Linked DNA regions of Mus musculus: region 2 is linked to region 1. The links are chromatin contacts, called in public promoter capture Hi-C maps. All regions are on one chromosome and are shown on one strand. The core of a region is the stretch at or near the end of the contact, and the rest is flanking DNA. Distances in the headings are between cores, read along the strand shown. Region 1 holds the start of Enpp2 (ectonucleotide pyrophosphatase/phosphodiesterase 2). Region 2 holds the start of Mrpl13 (mitochondrial ribosomal protein L13).

Evidence for each region. Capture Hi-C pulls out chosen DNA fragments and counts their contacts.
Region 2: a promoter capture Hi-C map of adipose tissue shows a contact between it and region 1. The contact joins the promoter of Mrpl13 here to the promoter of Enpp2 in region 1. A contact is called at or near these places in 2 of 115 datasets of contacts at active chromatin or transcription factors (T-cell acute lymphoblastic leukemia and bone marrow-derived macrophages) and 1 of 9 other capture datasets (adipose tissue).

The regions. Positions count from the first base shown.
Region 1 is chr15:54,917,081-54,922,144 of GRCm38.p6, forward strand. It overlaps Enpp2 (ectonucleotide pyrophosphatase/phosphodiesterase 2), which reads right to left and starts at 3,066. Exons shown (of 25, transcript NM_015744.4): 1 at 2,849-3,066; 2 at 2,519-2,618. The coding sequence starts at 2,881.
Region 2 is chr15:55,555,345-55,559,888 of GRCm38.p6, forward strand. It overlaps Mrpl13 (mitochondrial ribosomal protein L13), which reads right to left and starts at 1,968. Exons shown (of 7, transcript NM_026759.3): 1 at 1,914-1,968; 2 at 1-99. The coding sequence starts at 1,940. It overlaps Mtbp (Mdm2, transformed 3T3 cell double minute p53 binding protein), which reads left to right and starts at 2,064. Exons shown (of 22, transcript NM_134092.3): 1 at 2,064-2,393; 2 at 3,157-3,237. The coding sequence starts at 2,276.

The sequences.
Region 1 (5,064 bases), core at 1,816-4,315:
ACTCAACTGCACTTATTGTTCCTTTAAAATGCTATTTCTGCCACCCTGCTGACCTTAGTGTCCCTTTTCCAAGCCTTATAACTCACTCTGGTCATTTCACACCTCCTACACATCCCAGGATCTGAAAGAGGTCTCATCCCCCTCCTGCTTCTAGTAGATCATCAGGTCCTAACAAGAAATCCAGCTAAAAAGTGTACTAGTTAATTAATTATAAGTTTTTTTCCATGGTCACAACCTTGGAGCAGACATCTCAGTTCAAAGTGTACCAATGAGAGTATTCATGCATGCAAATGTTCTCAGCTGTTGCCCAGGAACCCTGAGGACTAATCAAGAAGTTGTATGCTTTTGAATGGTGGTTCTTGCTCTGGCCACATATAAATGAACAGTCATTGCGTTTCTTGTTTGTGAAACACCTGATAGCACTGAATTTGCAGGATATCTTTAGAGCCCAAGCATGCTGTGATAAATAAATAAATAAATAAATAAATAAATAAATAAGATCCTAGGATGCTTTCTCTTTTGACTTTTATTTTTTAAAGTGTAGAAAAAGATTCACCCAATGTTCTCTGACTCAAGTTTTGCTAATAGAACCACCTATCACTAGTATTATTTAGGAGGTTCCCCCTTGCAAGTGTAGTTAGCAATTTAAAAAGATAGAAAACCTGTCTACACTCTGCCTTTCCCGATTTCTAAAAGGAATCTTTTGTCTTTTCTACTTAAGCAGAAATGAACCCCAGTGTGTAGACAGCAGGTAAGCTGCATCACAAGAAAGCTTAAGAAGAAAAGCCACATAAGTCTACCAAAATCCTGAAACTCGGATATAAACTGTGTGGTGCCCTAAAACTAAGCTTCACGGAGATGAAGTGAACTATCACTATACACCCTAAGGCTCCAGATACTGATTCCATTAACAAGTCAAGAAGCAGTACTCTGTAGTAGGTCTAACGCTATCTAATTGATCAGCAGTACTGTAGACTAGACTAGTTTCCAGAAGTAATATTGACATTACTTGTCTTGTATCTATTCCCTACAACATATGGAAGTAGTTTATTATATGAGCAGTGTTTTCAGGGACTAATACATTTAATCCATACTTTTCACATTTTCTGGTAGAGATCACACACATTTAATAGGAGATGAAACAGGATGGAGGAAATGTTTTTTTATTATTTTATTTTTAACAATCTAGAAGATAAAGTCTTCTAAACTGATGCTCATTGCTGAGGGCTGAGGCATTACAAGTGACTTGCCTGTGAAAGGAGCACTTATTAATATGGACTCAGGGTCCCAGGCTGGTACTTTGATGATCCATAGTCCAAAAAAAAAAATAATGGCCAAGTTTGAAAATAATGCAGTCATCAAAGAAACAGCATCGATTCCTGCCACTATCATTTAAAGAAAGCAGAAAATTGGTTCCTTTTCCGCACAGTGGAAAGACCCGGCCATGGGCTGTCAGAGCTGCATGCTCAGGCCAAGGACCTAGTCCCCTGTCACAATCAGCCTTAGCGAGGGTCAAAAAGAAGGCTTTGAAGACAGTGTTTGCCTCCAATAAAAACAGCCTTCTCTTCTGGCCCAGCAATCCCTCTCCTCTCTCCCCAAAGAAACACAATGCAGTTTTGTCCCTCAGGCTCCCCGGGGCCACAGTTTTTTAAGATCTGTTTTCACATTCTTTCTCCAAAACACACTGCAGCTCCTTCACCCTCATCACCTACTGTACCTTCAACCTTCTTCTCAAGCCTAAGTCAGATAACTTGCCATGTGGAAGATTCAGTATTCCACTATGCCTCATTTAATAATACACATTTATGGTGGTATAAAGGCAGGTGGTGTTTCATAGAGTGCCAATCAAGAAACACAGAGAAACACCAAATTCCCGGGGAGACAGAAGACATACTGTGATGTCAGAGAAAGGGAAGAAAATATTGCCCCCTAGAGTACCTGTCATTTCGAATGCAATTTTTAATTCTGAAACCATCAGCAGCTCCAATTTCCAGGAAATTAACCAAGCCATTGCTTAAGACCAGGTCAGCTAGGCCCCCTCAGCCTGCACAAACGTTCCTTTATGAAGCCCCACTCCGCTGGGTACAGCCCACTGCAAAGGAGCCCCATTCACTCCAGCTGTGTTAGTTAAGTCAGCTCCGAAAACTCACCTTGCCTTCTTCCAGAAGGAAACACAGCGATCACAGATCTCCTCTCTAAACTCACCTTGAGGGTTCCCCTAGTCTCAGTAAATCTTAGTCCCAAAGTTATAAATAAATTTCTAGTTTCACTTTTAAAAAAAAAAGTTTATTGCCTTTTTTAACTTCCTTTTTTCTCATTCCTAGGATAGAACTTTCTGATAGCAAATAATGTACTTTACACAACACAGCCGTCTCAACCCTCTGTACCACCACGTGGAACCTGTCAGCCCCATCCTTCTCCAACATTAAAGCGATAACCTATTCTCACCTTGGGCTAAATGTATCGCCCTGCACAGTACTGTTAAAGAAACAAAACTGCTAATAACGGATACTCTTACCTGTGGGAGGTCCTTCATCCCATTCGGCCCTCTTAATTCGACTTGCTGTGAATCCTAAGCAGAGATTGACGCCGATGGCAAAAGTGAACAAGGATATTACCTAAGGGGATAAGGAGATCAAGTTGTCAAACACAACTAGATTAGATGCATTCAAAGTGCATGGAAGCAGTTCAGATGACCCTAACAACCCGAATCCTGCCAATTCGGAAAGGCATTCTCAGATGATGTCTGAATTTGAACAAGGAAAAAGAAAAAAGAAAAAAAATCGAATTCAAATGGTAGTGATCGGAGAGATTCGGCACCTCGCTAGTCACCGTACCATCCTCCTACCTGGTATGACCCGAAACAGCCTTGTCTTGCCATGCCGAGGGATTCTTGGAAAACCTCTGCAGGGTGTTCTCTGCTTGCCCTGAATGCTCTGCTTTCGGGGCTCTGCGTTCAGGCTGTTAACTCCAAGCAATCCCACCTGGGAAGTTGACAGGCGCATCTGATTCGTGCAGAGCTCGATTTCATCACAGTTGGTTCACAAATTGCAACTCTGAGCAGAAGAGGCTTAAGGCAACATCCTTCTTGGCCCCACCCCCCGACCGGCCCCTCCCCTTGAACAGACACTTTCATGTGGTATCCTTTGGCAACCGGAGGACTTCTTGTGTAGCTGTGGCCAATAACAGTGCATGTTCGATTTTTTTTTTCTTCCCTCTCAAATACATGGTTTGTCAAAAGAGAAACCAAATGTACTTTATCCGATAAAAATGAATCAGAGCTGCCCAGAATTTCCCATCAGCTCGAAGCGTTTACTATGTAGTTATTTGATGCCCTCAACCCCCCAACTTCAGGGTTTTTTTTTTAAACAAGGGGGGGGGGTACAATTTATAAACCAAACAAATCTCTGTCTTTACCATTTGTTTATTTTTCTGGCAGTTGGAATGACCCTGTATCTATATAAATACATTGTCAGCTACTTCTGATTCCTTGGGAGCTTCACACAATGGGAGCTTCCAAAATTGCAACTCACACGAGAGATAACATTATTTTCCCTTCATGTTGTTAAATTTTACACTAGTAACTTTTATCAAAATACTGGGGCTGCCAGCTTAAGCTGCATAAAGCCCTTCTGAGTATGAGAAACAGACAATATCATTCCAGTCTCTACCCATTCCTGACAAAAGTCAGCTTGTCTGTGGAGTGGGGGTGGGGTAGGACGCAGGCATAAAGGACAGTAGGGGAGGGAGCTTCATTAGCCTTGAATTTAGCTTGAAAGTGGCAATGGCTGCAAGAATTCCTGTCAAATGCGCATCTCCTTTGAAGAGACTGTCCCGGGAGGCTCTTGTGTGTGTTGAAGCTTCTATCCTAAGCAATTTTGCAACTTGGCAACCACACCAAATTTAGAAGCCTCTAAATCGGAAAGTCGTTTCCATATTATATGCCTTTAGGATTCAAATGAGGGGAGGCTTGTTTTTGGCTTTCCCCTACCGGGCCCCTTGACGATCATTCTTGCAGAGCACATATGTGCATACGTAAACAAACAGGAACCTTCCAGGCAGCAACTGCTTAAAGGAAGCCCCCGTGGCTCTGCTCGCATAAAACCCGATAGCACAAAAGCCAAGAGCTTGTTTACGTGGATCGCAGAGTAAGCCTGGGTTTCATTAGAAACTCTAGAATTTAGTAAACAGCTCATTGAAAAGAAGAAGAGACACTGCCAGACACTCAGTGGCTCTTCTAGGATCCTCTTAGCTTTGGACTCTCGCAGAGCGGGCAGGCTATGAATTTATCTACAAGCCTCTTGCTTTAGTCTGTATGCCAAGCTAAACTGATCTGGAGTTCATTATTTAGCAAGGCTTCTAAAAGATGTTAACCCCATGTAAGGTTTTTCTACTATATATTCCATCTCGAGATGCAAATCTGCTGTTCTCAGGGAAATCTGTAAACCAAAAGGAAATCATTGGGTCTGCACTGTTATTTCAGTGTACCCTGCATGCTACAGAGGATCTGAAAACAAATGGCCTCCTTTTCTCTCCAGCCTCCCCAGCCTGTAGGTCCCAGAAACTTGAGACTTTCTCTGACATAGAAACCCATCTCTAAGAAAACCTAGGCTCTCCTTGGAAGGAAAAAAAAATACAGCTCAGAAACTGAAGATCATTTTGTATTTTGTTGTTTTATTTTTATGGAAAGCAAACTAGCTGTGCAGGAGAGAGGGGGCCACAAAGCGTGAGAGCAAGTTGGTCACGTATATCATGATCTGTACAGCACTGGATTACCCATTGATCGAAAAGGATCAAGATGAGCCACTGTTTCTGTGAGCCATTCTGCCAAAGAATTGTATTTTCACCCAGATCACTGTGCATCAGGGACTGGACAAAGCATGCACACATGAGCATGCACACACCTACATACACGTGCATATATACAAATATACACATGCACACACATACACATGTACATACACATACATGTGTACACATAAACATGCACATACACATATAAGAATATACACAGGTGTCTAAATGCATACACACCATCTAGCTATAGTTAAGCAAATTGTGTGT
Region 2 (4,544 bases), core at 718-3,217, 640 kb after region 1:
TAATCCTTGCAGTTTGTTGGATGCTATAACCGCAAGTTTGCCAGGGGGCTGCATTTTGCCATCTAAGAGATACCACATTCGAGCAAAAGTGGCCCATTGCTAGGAAATAAAGAGAATAAGAAAATTCTAGTTAAAATGGAAACAATTAAAACCATTACTATACACTATTATGGGTATTCTATAACTAATGCCAGCAATTACTTTGAAAAACAGACTATCACTAGTTTGTGTGGGTGTGTAATTTGTTTCCATTACCAGTTCTGAGGTCTTTTCTTGTTATGGCATTAAGATAGTAAGGCATGTTACACAGAAAGCTGAGTGGCCAACTGCCAACTGAAGATTATTCAAGAACTCAGTTCTAGGAGAGCTAAACACAACTATGCAATCAGAGCAGTATAGCTTAGATTCAGTATGTCTATGTGTGTGTGAGAACTGAGAAACCAGGCAAGCACTCTACCACTGAGACCCATCACTAACCCCTTTCATGCTTTTGAGACAAGAGTCTCACCAAGTTACTCAGCTTAGCCTCGAGTTCACCCTGTACCCGCCAAAGGCTTGAAATTACAACTATCCCCACTTCATTCTCTAGAATAGCTGGTATTACAGGCCTGTCTTCCAAGACATCTTTAGGTCATCTGATAAAATCACTGTCTTCAATGCCTCCAAACTAAGGAAATTATCTCTATTCCAGAAAGATCTTGTCCAGGTACTTTCATATGCATATACACAAGGATTATATGCTAGAAAAATACACTTATAAGCTTGTGGTTTCATATTAGTTATCCTAAATTTTAAACTAGCCTATGCATACGCAAAAGACAAGTTTACCACATTCCATGTGAACTAATACTTTAAAAAAGCTTGATAAATAATAGAAATACTGCCACATGTCAACTTGCTGTCAAAGTTTTAAATATTCACATCTGTTATTTACCTGATTATAGACAGGTAACAACTACATTTAAAGGAAATGTACTTCAAGTAGTGTTAGGCTAGGAGTTGTCTTGGATTAACATATCAGAAACTAATTCTTTCTCTTCTATCTAGAATCTGCTTCAGTTTCAGTATTCCCTATGAGTCAGCCTTCCGGTTGCCCAAACCAGAATTCTTAAAAGTTATTCTTGTTTCTCTTTACACCCACATTCAAATCTTTAATATATATTGTGGACTTCTTAGAACTCCAATGTTTCAGCCTGACTTGTAAAATGAGTATTTTGTGTGGTACACTAAAATAGAATTCTAACTGAATTCTCCCTTTAGCCCTTCAAAGATCTCCCATCTGTGAACAGTTTATCTTCCACCTGGCGGCTTGAGTGCTTGCTTGATCCTTCTGATGCCTAAGACTTCTAGGTCAAAACTCTACAACAGGTCTTCATTCTTTATAAACAGTCTTAAGCAGCGCAGGCTTGACTTCAAGCTCACTAAGTATCGGAGAAGGCTGGCCTTGAACTTCGGATCTTTCTCCCTCCACCTCCCAAGTGCTAGGATAACATGCGTGCACCATAATTCCAGGTTTATGCGGTGTTGGGGATGGAACCCAGGCATGCTACGCTACATCAGCTACAGCTCCACACCTTCCCTTCCCCCTCCCCTACTGTACTAAACAAAAATAAACATCTTTTAGTGGTTTTTACTGCCCCACGTCATTCAACCTATTATTTCACTTTAGCTCTCTTTCCGCAAGGAACAAAAGACACGAAAGGGGCAGACTGAGGAGAGAAAGGAGCCAAAACAAAGATATCAAGTGGTAGGCAGACTCACAACCCTCTGGTAAGTGACTCCTAAAGCATTTCTTGGGTACGGGTGTCAGCTTCCCTGAAAGCTCAGCTTCTGCACTAAATCCCTGTGAACACTGCTCTTCATTTTCGCCAGCGTACTGAGCACACTATCCTGCCCGAAACGCGCAAACTCACCTGGGGCGCCCTAGAGAAGCTGGACATGCTCTCCGACCCGCGGCGTCCTTTACTTTGCACCCGCCCCGCCGGGGAACCAGCACCACGGGTCCGGCGGGAAACACAGACACCCGAGCATGAAGGTTCCTACTGCCGTCGCGTGCGCTCATCTGCTTCCCCGCCACACTCGGGTCCCCGCCGGTAGCGGTTTCGTTATGAGAGGAGCAGAGAGTGTGGCTCCTGAGAGAATAATTTCCCACAATAATTGGCGGGAAAACCGACGTAGGACATTATTTTGCAGCCAACCTGAGCGGCAGGAAACCGGAAGTGCACGTTGCGCGCGGCTCTTTTGAGACCTAACACTGAGTCCGGGCGCGAAGAGGATGGATCGGTACTTGCTGCTGGTCACCTGGAGGGAAGGGAAGTTTCGATCCGTGGCGGGTGGGGAGATCGAGCCTGGCACTGAGGCGACATCCCTGGAGAGCACCGACAAACAGCCCGGTAAGCTCTGGGCGGAGAAGAGGCGGGAACGACCGGCGGCGGGGAAGCGAAGGATTTGAGTTTCTGATGAAATCCCGGAGGGAGGCGCATAGGTCGAATGGTCCCGGGAACGTGCAACTAACTCTCTGAAGTAGTTTCTATAAGAACTGAGCAGTAGTATGTCAATGGAAAAGATATAAAGTTGTGGGTATTAGATGCCAGTGTCCCAAGTGCTTGGTGAACTGAATATTTGCCTGGTTGAATCTTCTGGTGGCATAGTCATCGAATTTTTGCTTTTAGGGAAGGTATGCTTGCAGAAAGAAGTGTCCCTTGGCGTTCCTACCACCTTGAAGAAAGCACAGAAAGAAATGATAGGTTCTGCAGATCTGAGTTTTACATTCTATGAAGGAAACATTCCACACTAAAAAAAGAGAAATGACCAGCTTTAAAAGATTTTAGCTGCATTGCTTTTTTGGCGTACTTGACTAATCTCAATATTACGTTTTCCTTGTTTTGATTAAGCAGACATTTTTAGGAAGAAATGTATATAGTTCGTATATACTTCTTTTGGAAGGAAGTTTTGATTTCTTGTTACTGATTAGCATATACAAATGAGGAGACTTGGCTGTTTTCTCTGCGGTGTCAGCACTTGAATAGACTTGGTCAACATGTATTCTGTCTACAACTTACTGGCCTTCAGATCCTCTGATAGTGAAATGGAAACAGGCCCTAGATTATGTTAACTCTTGAGTTAGATGACTGAGTCAGGTCTTTATTTTTATAGATTTGACCGCAACCAATATTTATCACCTCTTGAAGAGAAGCATCAGCGATTCAATCCATCCAGATGACAGTACATTCCCTGGTAAGTACAGAAGTGTAATGGTAATGAAATTCCTCTCCTATCCACCACCACCCCCCACCCCCAAAGTCTGACACAGCATTTTTTTGGAAATCAGTCAGTTTGATAACCTAGGAGTACAAGAAAGACTTGTTGACTTGAGAGGCACAGGGCTATGGGGGTATCTTAAAGAAAACCTCAACTACATTACTATTCCTTCCTGATATTTGAATGTTGTAAGTTTTTATAAAAGTTATTCTGGGTTCCCATTGTGAGAGTTTTGCTTCCATATAACCCTTGCTCTCCTGGAACTCTTTATCTGTAGACCGGCCTGGCCTTGAACTCACAGAGATCTGCCTGCTTCTGTCTTCCCAAGTGCTGGGATTAAAGGCATGTGCCACCACTGCCCTGCTTGTGGAAGGGTTCTTGTCTTGAGTAAAGACAACCCGTTACAGCTCCCACTCTGCCTTCTTTACCACATGTGGGTGTTGTTTTCCTGTCTATTTTACTGATTCTCTTAAAGCAAAAACAGCTTTGAGTCATCTGCTTTGACTTTCTGAAGTTCTCACTACTTTTTTTTTTGGGGGGGGGGCAAGAAATCTTCCCTACTTTTAGTTCTATTGGTACTTTACAAATATATCTATTTGTAAATGTATTTGATAATTTTCTTCTCTTTTACTTCTCCATCTGATAATATCCTTTAAGGCCCAGAAAATATGAATATGGAGACAGATCAGATCCTACAAGCTGAAGGAAGTGTCTATAGTTGGCAGGAAAAAATAGCCTCCTTTTGAGAGCTGCAGCTCTCATGATTCTGTTATAATCGGCTCCCTTCCTTATTGGAGAACCTCTAGTCTCGGGGGCAGCTCTCACCACTAAGGATTGATTTCCAGTATGTAGGCACTGTACTAGCCTGTTGTCCACGTTCTAATGGTACTCTTATTAATTTCTGAAGTTGGTAAAGTTTAGCGAATTCTTTAAAACATTCTAGACTGGGTTCTCATGAAAGTATTCACTCTGCTTGGAAGGACAGGGTTTCTTATAAGACACCCCTTTTGTACAGTAATGCAGAACTCTGCAAGTGATGTGTACTGAAGGCATGCAAGACCATCCCAGTTCAATAATCAATTAGACAGTAGAATTGTTCCATGACCTGTAACATTCCTATCAAAGCTAATTAAAAACTCTTGTTGGTTTTTAATGGCTCAGTGGGTGGGGTTGCTTGCTCTCAAGGCTGATGACCTGAGTTCATTCCCCAGGACCTATACTGAAGGAGAAGTGCAGCGCCTGCAAGTCATCTATCTGATCTCCACACAGAGTGTGACACATAG